Linked DNA regions of Rattus norvegicus: region 2 is linked to region 1. The links are chromatin contacts, called in public Hi-C maps. All regions are on one chromosome and are shown on one strand. The core of a region is the stretch at or near the end of the contact, and the rest is flanking DNA. Distances in the headings are between cores, read along the strand shown. Region 1 has its middle 240 kb from the start of Plk2. Region 2 has its middle 370 kb from the start of Plk2.

Region 1 (5,646 bases), core at 1,543-4,042:
GCAACTTCATATACAATTGGTCAGTTTCCTACAAAATGGGCTGTACTCAGGCCAGAAATGCAGTTGCACATTTGTGTATTCATCCAAATGATTTGAAAATGGGTAGCCACCAAAAGCCTTCACACGAGTGTTTGTAAAAGTTTTAGCCACTGTTAACAATATGTGGACACATTAGAATATCCTGCAATAGGTGACTAGATAAATGTGTATTAACCTAACAGTAGAGTGTCCTTCATAACAAAGGGTAATCTACCACAGCACGGATGATAACATTGCAAAGCAAAAGATAATCAGCCTAAGATGTCAGGCTGCACACCAGGATTCTGGAAAGAATATAGAGATGTCAAGAAGGTCATTACTACAGTGTATTAATTACCCTTTGCCCTTATGATCAATATAAGACAAGAAGCAACTTAGAGAGCAAAGGCACATTTGGTTTCCACCAAGAGAATACACTGTATGTGAGGGAAGCTTAGGGTAGAAGCAGCCCCTGGGTGTGGCAGCAGGAATGTGAGGCTGCTTGCTCACATCTAAAAAGATTGGGAAACAGAAAGGAATTCCTCACTAGCTGACTTTCTCCTTTCCCCTTTTGCGCAGTCCAGAACCACAGCATATGGGATGGGTCCGCCCACATTCAGTGTAGATCCTATCCCCAAAGCTGGCCCTCTCTGTAAACACCCTTAGAGACACACCCAGAGACTTGCCTGAGTCACACCCTGAATATTACTTAATCTAAACAAGTTGACCTTGAAGATTAACCATAACACAGAAGCTAGAGGGTGCGCATTAGCAGGTGGAGTACTGGGAAGTCAGTGCCATGAAAGTATTCTGTACAGTATCACAACAGTGTGTTCATGACAACCAACGTATGTGACCAAACTCCTGTGGAACGAACCCCAGTGGAAATGGCGAACTTAAGCTAATAATAATTGGTAGCAATGTTAATATATTACTTAGAGCAAATGCTCCTGACTGATGCAAGATCACTACAATAAAAGAAACCATGTGTAGTAAAAGCTTTCAAAAGTTTCCTTTTTGAAAAGAACATCTTCATACCTATTGTTGATGCCAGAGACACCTGATTATGTCCATTGTCCCCGAGGCTTTAGCACATAATTTAGCACAGCCATCACGCTAAGCAACAGCCTGAGAGGGCTCACATGGTCCATCACACTGAACTGGAAAGGGTGTGAGAAGCTGAATCCCTGAGAAAAGAAGGCATGGGGTTGAGAGAGTGAACTTAACTCTTCACTTACACTGCTTTGGAAGGAAGGGGTTAAGGACTTGCCTGGTTGTGGGAAATTACAAGTAGAATGACTGCAGTGGGGCAGAGTCACAGAAACAGAAGCAGATGAGCAGATGAGACTTCTTTCTTTCTTCCTTCCTTCCTTTCTTTCTTTCTTTCTTCCTTCCTTCCTTCCTTCCTTCCTTCCTTCCTTCCTTCCTTTCTTTCTTTCTTTCTTTCTTTTTTTCCGGAGCTGAGAACCGAACCCAGGGCCTTGAGCTTGCTAGGCAAGCACTCTACCACTGAGCTAAATCCCCAACCCCCAGATGAGACTTCTTAAGAGGTACCACCTCCTCAGGGAGCTTGCTGGGCTTTGCACTGTCTTTGGAGATGAGGGTCTTTCCTGCTATTCTTCTGAGCCCTACTGTCTCTTTTCTCATTTCAGTTTGCTTCCAAGTAGGATCTCCAGATGAAGGAAACAACTTGCTTCCAAACTATTAGGAGTCATTCCTGGGGGAATGGCCACCTTATTTTTTAATAGGGTAGGTAGCACATGTTGGAGATATGGGTTAATAAAGGGATCATTGTATGCACTTGCATGGTGATTGTGCTACCCAGAATACCTCAAGTTCAAGGCTGTTAGTCGGGGAGAAGACCCGGAGGATGGATTCCTTGTAAACACTTGAGTGCAACTCACAGGTACACTGTTTATCTGTTCTCTCCAGCAAAAAGCAATCACCAACAGGTTCTTTTTAATACTAGTCTAGACGAGGTTTTGCAATGTTGCAGGTTCTTAATTGCAGTAATTACTGCCTGAGAACAATTAAGCAGTCACTACCAAACATTTCTATCGGGTGAATCTAGTGTCCTATTAATAAACAGTCATGAACTTATCTCTTTCTGGAAAAACCTCCCTGGTTGGTTTCCGACTACAGAAATCTCAAGCCGGGTTTGTTCCCACACATTCAGGGTTTGAAAAGCAGCTGTGTCCTCCAGAGCCAGACATGGTCCCGGTCCTCTGAGGGCCAGCGGCAGGTTCTGCAGCTGCCTGCTGCCATGACTGACTGTGTTCTTGTTACTAATTAAAGGTAGTAGCTGTGAATTCAGTGTGCTACACAATAAGTATTCATCACGTAAGCCCAGGTGACCTGGATTTGCCTGCTGTGAATCCTGTTTCCCTCTGCCTGGCTACTTTGCAAATTGCATCTGTAAGTATCTTTTCTCAGGGGAAGCAATTTCTAATCTCTAGATCAAAGCCAAATCTTTTTTTTTTCAAATCGTGAATTTCATATCCTAAATTATCATTTTATCTACAACCACCTACTCCGGCGTCCTAGCTGGAACAGTGTTTCTTTTTGTTTCTCTGTTCTTTCGCTGGGCTGGATTTATTATTTCGGGAGGGTTTCTTGTAAGCCATATTCTCTTTCCTGCCTCACATTGTGGAAACAGAGGATGGTAAAGCCGGCTGTCAATCAAAGTGCTCTCTGTTCTCAGGGTAGCTGAGTCAGTCCAGCCCTAAGAGGAAGCGTGAAGGAGGCTGTTAAATCTATTCATAGACGCGGAGATGTTCCAGCCACGGTGAGAGGTTGCAAATGACGCATGAATGCACCAGTGGCATGGAGGAGGAGGCTGCTGAGGAGGAGGGAGAGCAGAAGTGGGGGGGTTGACACAGGATCAGAGAATTATAGCAAGCTCGATGCCAGCCAAACTGTTTCTTTGCACAGACACAATTACAAAGGCTCCTGTGGACTGCATCAGTAGAGATGGCTGCCCTGACACATGTCCCATGCCCTTTGTCTGAACTGTCATATAGAGTGGTGGCCCTGAATGTACTCCTTGTGTGCATGGCCAAACGCTGCTGTGTCTTCAGAACCAGGACACCTGCAGCATTACTAACAGGTTGCCAGTGACACATTGAAGCATGGAAAAGAAATGAAGAAGTATAGGTAAGGTGGAAAGGGGAAGGCAGCCCTCTGTCAATTCTGTTTGGACACTTAAACTAAGCCCCTGGTTCTAGGTCAGAGGAGAAAGAGATTGTAGCAGACTAAACTTTGGAGAATTGTTAGAAGGTTTTGGGGGATGAGGATTCAACCCATTGCTGCTGGTAAATGGAAGATTACCATGGAAACACTAGGGTTCTCTGTTATATAAGGCTAACTCATCCTGATTAGTGAATATGCATGAACATATTCATGGATCCCAAACAAATGCAAATTATCTTTCTCTTATTCCTACCTATTATCATGCATTTATTGAGAACCTACCAATGCCGGGATGCTAGGTATTGCTGTATATAAATGCCAGTAGTTTTATCTCTATGGCTACAAGGATGCTAGGAGGGTCTGGAGAGAAATGTAGCCCACACAGATAATGGAAAGTATTCTTTCTCCAAGGTGAGAGCCACCGGGCATTCCTCAGTGAGATTCTGTCAGGCCTGGGAAGGTTTTCATGTGTAACAAAAGGTAATGTAACAGAATGGTCTGATCAAGTGGGTCTTAGTGGTGGTTCTCTCACAATCAGGATCTATTCAGGAAACTAAAAAAAAAATCCTCATTAGAGAATCAGACTAGATTGGATAACCTCTAAAGTCTCTTTCAAATTTGAAAGTTATACTTTTAAATATAGATTTAAAATCTTTTTTTAAATATAGATTTTATTTTATAATCAAATATAAAATATATTATTTTAATGTATAATTAATATATAATTAAACACATATTTAGATATATGTTTTATATAGTATATTATGAATATATAATATAAAATGTGTAATTAAATATAATTGATTATATATAATAAAATATAAAATAAAATATAAAACTTCTTCATACATTTACATTTTGTTGTTATTTCCCAGTTCCATGGCCCTCACAGTCCATCTACAACCCTTCTTCTTCAGTCAACCTCTTGCCTACATGTCTCATTTTGTATGTAGCCCACTGAGTTTAATAAGAGTTGCTTGTTTAAATGTGGGTGGAAGATTAAGTTAATAATAATAATAATTGTACAACTTTAGTTAACAGGTCATATGACATTTCAGAACTTTCCTGACTGTTTCTGCCTCCAGCCTCATCCGGGTTCTGCTTTCCTCCTCTCTCTAGAGCAACTGTCCTGGGTCAACGGAAGGAGCATCCATCTCCTCATCCCTCTTAAGGCTTATACAATAAAGGCCGTGTGGAAAAGTGGGAAGGTACAGGCAGAGAAGGGAGGTTCCTTATCAGCACTACCATCGTTCTCTGTTATTGTGTAGAGCAATGGTTTGGCTATGACTTCCAGACATGTACAAGATGCACACATGTACAAGATGCAGCCAATCCTTCCCTCTCTACTGAACCCTCCTCTTCCTCCTCCTCTTCTTCCCCTACCCCTCCTCCAAAGTTGGCCCCTTCTTTTCACTTTCTTTTAAGCTAATGAAAGGCCGTGTGAGAGAACGTTGACTTCTGTCTAGTTTATTTTGCTTAATATAATTAATTCCATTGTTTTTGGCAAGTGTCATGATTTTATTCTTTCTAAAAGCTGATTAATATTTTATAGAGTATATCAGATTTGAAGAAGAAAGAAATTTTTCTAACTTTTTAAAGAGACATTTATTTTTATTGTATGCATAGTGTAGCTTTTCTGTTTTTGTTTTTGGCTCTATGTATGTTGTTGCACTACATGTGTATCTCGCTGCCAAGGAGTCCAGAAAACAGCATCAGGTCCTCCGGACCTGAAATTTCAGATGGTTGTGAGCTGGGAACTGAACCCATTCTCTGTGAGGATAGAAAGTGCTCTTAACTGCTGAGCCAACTCCCAAGCTTGTCTCTAACTTTTCTGTGGTTTTAAAGCAGGGTTCTTCAATGAGCCTCACAGTCCTCATCAGTGTACATTTACTTGATCTGATGAGGACTCAACAAGGCTCAAAAGTAAGTCCCCCGCAATGGCTAATTGGATGGCAAATAAGATTTCTTCTATGCTACTAAACTGTTGAAAAGTTTAACAAGGTGAAATATTTTATGACATGATAAAGTTATGTAATCATAGTTTGCTGTCTGTTGACCGAATTTTCTGTAAACATGCACACATAGAGTACAATTAGTAGTGTATAATGTGTGAAGACTTTTGAGGTGATGTTTGAAATGCGTGCTCTAGGGCCTTTTTATAGAAAACCTGTGTCAACTCCTTGACTAAATCATTCAGTCAGTCATTGGATATTAAGTTTCTATAATTAGAATAAGGTTTTAATTCCATTTTTAGTTTACTTTTATCTTTTGAAATAAGGACATACATGTTATACATGTCTGTGAGTTTATGAAGTCACATTCCCATGTACTGTATACTGAGTAATATTTAAATCAGAGAAAACATCAATCTCATCAAATAAGATTTCTTTTATTGACTTAAATTAATTTGTATGCATTTAATAATCAGATTATAAATTT
Region 2 (5,646 bases), core at 1,006-3,505, 130 kb after region 1:
AGCAGAAGAAGTTGGCAGCTTCAAGATTCTAGACTCATCAAGAAAAGTACAGAAGTACAGGGGTTGCAGAGTCTTCCATGAAGGTTAAAGACAACTGCTGAGGCCATCTGTGCTGCTGCCATGGAGGTCCAGAGAGGCCATTGTGTGACGCTGTGAAGGTGATGCCTGGACCGCAGAGTCCCCAAGATGTCGGAGGTACTGTACTCTTGGGATACATGCCAAGGAACACTGCAGACAGAAAGTGGAAAAAGCCCGAGAGAGAAAAAGTGTGCTGTAGTCCACAAAGCTGGAGGAATTCGAGGCATCTAAGTCAAGCTTCAGAGTTTGTGCTACTGGACCTTTCATCTCACTCTAGTCCAGTATTTTCTCATCATATTCCCTTTTCTGCATTTGTAAATGGCAATGCATATTCTGTGACATTGTTATTGGAATCTGTCGTTTGCTCTTTTGTTTTTATTTATTTATTTATTTATTTATTTATTTATTTTCTAATTTACAGGGGTAGCAGTTAAGACAGTGCCTTGTCTCAGAAGGGACTTTGGGTATTTTAACAGTCTTTGAAGTTGAACTGAATGCATTTGGCATTATGATATGGTTACAAGGCTGTGGGGGTCAGCAAGTGGAATGTGGTGGTTTGGATGAGAGTGGTCCTCATAAGCTCATATATTTGAATATCTGGTTCTTAGTTGAACTGTTACAAAGGATTAGGAGTTGTGATCTTGTTGGAGGAGGTGACCCTGAGGGTGTCAAAAGCCCAATCTCGTCCTTTCTACCTCTTGCCTGCAGATATGGATGTAAACTCTTAGGTACTGCTCTAGCACAAAACTATAAGCAAGTCTCCAATTAAATGGTCTCTTCAGTAAGCTGCCTTTGTCACGGTATCTCCTCAGAGCACTAGAACAGTTCGAAAGAAACCATCTAAGAGAAACCATCAAGCTGGCTGATCTATACATTAATCACTTCTCTCAAGAACATCAACAATTCATCGTAGCTATTTCATTGGGTGATCTTCCAATAAAAGATTTTCATAAAATACCCGATACTAGAGATTATGAAAAGAGATTAAGACATAGTTCATTTTGATCTCTACCTTTTCAAGCTTGACAAAAAGGAGAAAAAAAATTTTACCTCGAGGAAAACAAGGGACTCCATTAAGAGCTTGCCCCTTTCCTCTCCCATTTGATATAATTTTAGATGTTACGATGCCTTTCTCTCCACCAATCTCTAATTCTCATATCACTATCTCCTTATTAATTGCTTCTGCCCAATCTCTCTTCACTAAAATCCTACGTATTTCTGATATAGCTTTTATTATATTCCAGTACTGGAATAATAGATATCTTGTCCTATAACAACTATAGTAGAGCTTTTTGGATGTCGATGATTTATTTTAATTTTGCATTCTGTACTGGCTGGTTTTGTTGTCAACTTGACACAAGCTGGAGTTAATCACAGAGAACAGAGCCTCCCTTGAGGAATTGAGATCCAGCTGTAAGGCATTTTCTCAATTAGTGATCAAGAAGGGAAGGTCCCTTGTGGGTGGTGCCATCCCTTGGCTGTTAATCTTGGGTTCTATAAGAGAGCAAGCTGAGCAAGCCAGGAAGCAGCATCCCTCCATGTCCTCTGCATCAGCTCCTGTTTCCTGACCTGTTTGAGTTCCAGTCCTGATTTCCTTTGGTGATGAACAGCAATGTGGAAATGTAAGCAGAATGAACTCTTTCCTCTCCAACTTACTTCTTAGTCATGATGTTTTGTGCAAGAAAACCTGATGAAAACACATTCTTAGGTCTTGACACTGTGTTTGGCATGCAATCTTTATGCAGTAAAAGTGGTTAAATGAATGAATGTCTGAATAGATGGATGCTTTTATATTTCAGGTTTCTAAAGCACGGCGCCATGCTGCTGAATGTGCAGACTAAATCCGAGGTTTTCTTGAGCATCTGTTGCCTCTGAACATATTCCTTTCCTCATTGTGTCCATTGTATCACCAAGGACTCATGAACAAATTTTATTGTTGGAGAACAGCCACTGGCAATGTTGTTTCTCCTCAAAGGAAGAAAATTCTTTAAATCTGTAGGAATTTTGCCGTGAACCTTTGATGTGAAAATTGTATCATCTATTTTTGGAAGAGCTTGCTGTTACATAAGAATATAAAGAAGAAAGCAGAGAGAAAGAGAGAGAGAGAGGGGCCACCAGTCAGCCTTCGCAATCTGTAGGCTTTCATTTTCAAAGCAGAGACGGCAGATTAAATTCTCAAGTCTTGAGTTTTACTTGGAAGGAAAACAACATTCAGAACTTATTCACATCTGACGGCTCAGTTTATATATGGCAAAACTGAACGCTTATGCTCATAGCTCCATCTGGCCTTTGCATCTGGGCTCCCACAGTGCACCCCACTATCAGCTTTTTGAAGGATGTCACTCTGAAATGTGTCACTGTCTGCTAAGAACCCTAAGCTCAAACCACATAATCCTCCATTGTTTGGACCCATGCAACCTCTGATAACTACAGAATTTATAATGTCAGTTATTCCGTTGTATCACAGCTCAGCAAAACCCATTTCTTCCTTGATTGTGGCTATCCTCAGATTTGTTTCTTAGTACCTCACACCTATGTTTTGCTTTGGCCCTATATTCCATTTTTTCTTTTTTTTTCATTCCAAACTCCTTTCCCAAGAATAAATGTGAGCGAAGTTGCTTGAGCTTAACACTAACAAGTGGGAGATCATGCCATTGGGTCTTAGGAACTGAACAGTTTTTTTTTTTCTACCTGAAAGGTGAAGATTTGAAAAGAAATTGCTCCAAGTGACATCTTACATAAACGACACATATAATTTTACCTTGTCAAATCTTTATGCAGATGATTAACCTGAGATTTCTTTTTCTACATAACAAACATGCTATAACCAGTGCTTACCAAACAAGCTTTCAAGATTTATATTTATTCTGTATATGTATGTATTTAAGATACTTCTATCTTATATATTAAGTGAATATATTTTTAGTATGTAGATGCTTTTCATCTTCTGTAGCAAACATTTTATCCCACGAGCCACATAGTCTCTTATTTAAATAGATCATTGGGGGTTAAGCCTTGATCTAAAGCCAACCATGGAATGCTCTTACTATTTTTCACTAATCTAAAATAACCAAATTGGTTTGGGAAGGAGAGAAAATGTTTTTCTTAGAAAAGTATTTTTGTGGTTTTGTTTGGTTTTGTGGTTAACCCAGTCATCTTCAGAAAACCTCAGGAGAGAAGGTAGGTGACCCACAGGTATAATTATAGTCCCGCTTCCAAATTTAGATAATATACCACAGGTTGGGAAACACTTTGTGAGGCTAGACAAATTGTTGCAGCAATAGCTAGCTATAGATTTGACATGAAAAAAGCCTGTGTCTGTTTATGCACCAGTCCTTCGGCTAAAGCAACCCTCTTCAAATGCTAGTTAGCTGAGCCGCTGTCAGAACAGATTTTAAGAAGGTGCCATAATCAAATCACTAGAGTTAACCCTCAGAGCACCCTTATGGTGTTTAGAGACTTACTTTTTAAAATTATTCTTACAGTAGATTTTGGATCCAATAGACAGAAACTTACCATGTTCTTCTGTTCATGAAACCTTGTGACAGTATACTGTGTCAAATCATGCCAGGAATCTTTGGCTTTTAGAACAAAGCAAATGAGAAGGGTAGTTCAGACTGATGTGTTTATAAAAAGATAAAAAGGGAAGAATTATGTTCTATGGAGGTGTGGGGAGGTATGAGGAAAGGGGGTACCTCAGTGGGCCCATGCTGAGATACCCCTTTCCCCTGAGGGACCAGCCACAAGACAGTATAGTAGAGAACAGAGTTTATTCAGGGAGTGAGAAGAAGAGTTAAGAAGGTAGTATGGCAGGGGTGGGGGGAGGAAGGGAAAGAGGGAAAGGGAGGTAGAGAAATAGAGGAGTAGAGGTGGCCATAAGCACATGGAGAGAAGTGGGGAGGGGAATGGGGAGAGGGGGGGACAAAGGGGAAAGAGAGTAAGAGCAAGAGAGCAAGAGAAAACAAAAAAAAAAGAGATGGGGCAAGCAGCTCCTTTTATAGAGTCAGGCATACCTGGCTGTTACCAGGTAAATGTGGGTATGGAGCTTAGACAGAATGCTAACACAGACTATGGCTCAAGGGTTGTCTTTGCTGGGTAAGGAAGTTGACAGCATCTCTAATAATTTCCACTAACTCAGTGAAGCCTACAGTCTAAGCAAGAATGCCTTCTCAAAAGGTACCTTGCAAAACTTGCTCCCTGCCTGCAGCTTCTTTCTAGAACTCTTACCCCAAGCATTTCATGTTTTGAAATTGTGATGCTGTCAACTTGCATCTTCTACCATTTCCCTTCAGATTCACCCACCATGGTAGAATATTAACAATTGTGAGAGTACCACACAGATGGTGAAGGCTTCAGTCAGAACATTTAAGAGAAGCCTGATAGTTCTTAAGTATGCTGATCATTGGATGTATATACCCATGGATGGGTTAATTTTGGGTCAACTTGACACAAACTAGAGTCATCCAAGAGGAGGGAGCCTAAATTGAGAAAATGCCTCTATCAGATCTGGCAAGTATGTAGGGTCTTTTCTAAATTACTGATTGATAGGGGAGGGCCAAACCTATTGTGGATGATGCTACCCCTGGGTTGGTAGTCCTGGGATCTATAAGAAAGCAGGCTGAGGAAGTCATACTGAAGGTGGCAGTGAGAAACATTCTTCCATGGCCTGTGCATCAGCTCCACCCTACAGTTACTGCCCTGTGTGAGTTTCTATTCTGACTTCCTTTCATGGTGACTAGTGATATGGAAGTTTAAGCCAAAGAAACCTTCTTCATCAAGTTGCTTTTGGTCATGGTGTTTTGTACCTCTGATGTTTCTATTGCAACATATTCTGAACAGAGTCAAGATAGGCACATTGTTTGCTAAGGAGCATTGATTTCTGAGGATCTTATTGAGTTATAGCAGCTGGCAGATGTGTGAACTTAAAATGAAAACGAAGAAAGAATCCAGGATCAGAGATGTAGGGTAGAGTTCAAGGCTGTCACACAGGCTTGATCAATATGTTTTAATAGGCTTCCAATCAAAAAGAAAAAGGGAATCAGATTGGAAAACCTGATCAAAGCTGGCATAAGCAAAAGGCATAGCTGAATAAAGACTCCAAAATTGAAAATACAGTTAATTTCCAAGTGATAACTTATATAAAGTCTTGAAATAAACAATGAACAAACCTCAACGCATCTTCGCCTCATTTTAGTGCCCAATCAATTCTTTCATATGACATAACTTTGGGGAGTGTCATCGTATAGCACTGAGAAAACTGGCAACAGTTCCTTGAGCTACATCTCCACAATCTATTTCTATAAAGTGATAAATAAATAAATAAATAAATAAATAAATAAATAAATAAATCCTTGACTCCAAAGAAAAGTCCCAAGGTCATTGTTGATCTGGGGAGGATTGAACCATGAGGGTCAGATACTGGGGAGACTTCTATTTCAAGGGTCAAGGGATGGAGGGAAGAAAGAAGCTAGTGTTGGCATAAATAGCAGCAAATCCACTGTGTACAAACACTGTTGACAAAGTCCTAACAAATGTGGCACCTAACAGCTTCTCTTCCCCCCCTCATTT

The links. A called contact is a pair of places that touch in the nucleus more often than the background predicts.
Region 2: a contact with region 1 is called in a Hi-C map of prefrontal cortex, with 2.9 times the contacts expected there. The contact joins two enhancer-like sites. A contact is called at or near these places in 2 of 12 Hi-C or Micro-C datasets (frontal cortex and prefrontal cortex).

Annotation. Positions count from the first base shown.
Region 1 is chr2:43,937,354-43,942,999 of GRCr8, forward strand. No RefSeq gene overlaps it. Among named protein-coding and RNA genes, the nearest start is that of Plk2, 240 kb to the left of the region's middle. Within about 2 kb of position 2,793, at least 41 of the 93 cell types and tissues checked have an H3K27ac peak or open chromatin away from gene starts, as enhancers often do. A contact at or near this core is called in prefrontal cortex, where this site is marked.
Region 2 is chr2:44,068,061-44,073,706 of GRCr8, forward strand. No RefSeq gene overlaps it. Among named protein-coding and RNA genes, the nearest start is that of Plk2, 370 kb to the left of the region's middle. Within about 2 kb of position 2,256, at least 7 of the 93 cell types and tissues checked have an H3K27ac peak or open chromatin away from gene starts, as enhancers often do. A contact at or near this core is called in prefrontal cortex, where this site is marked.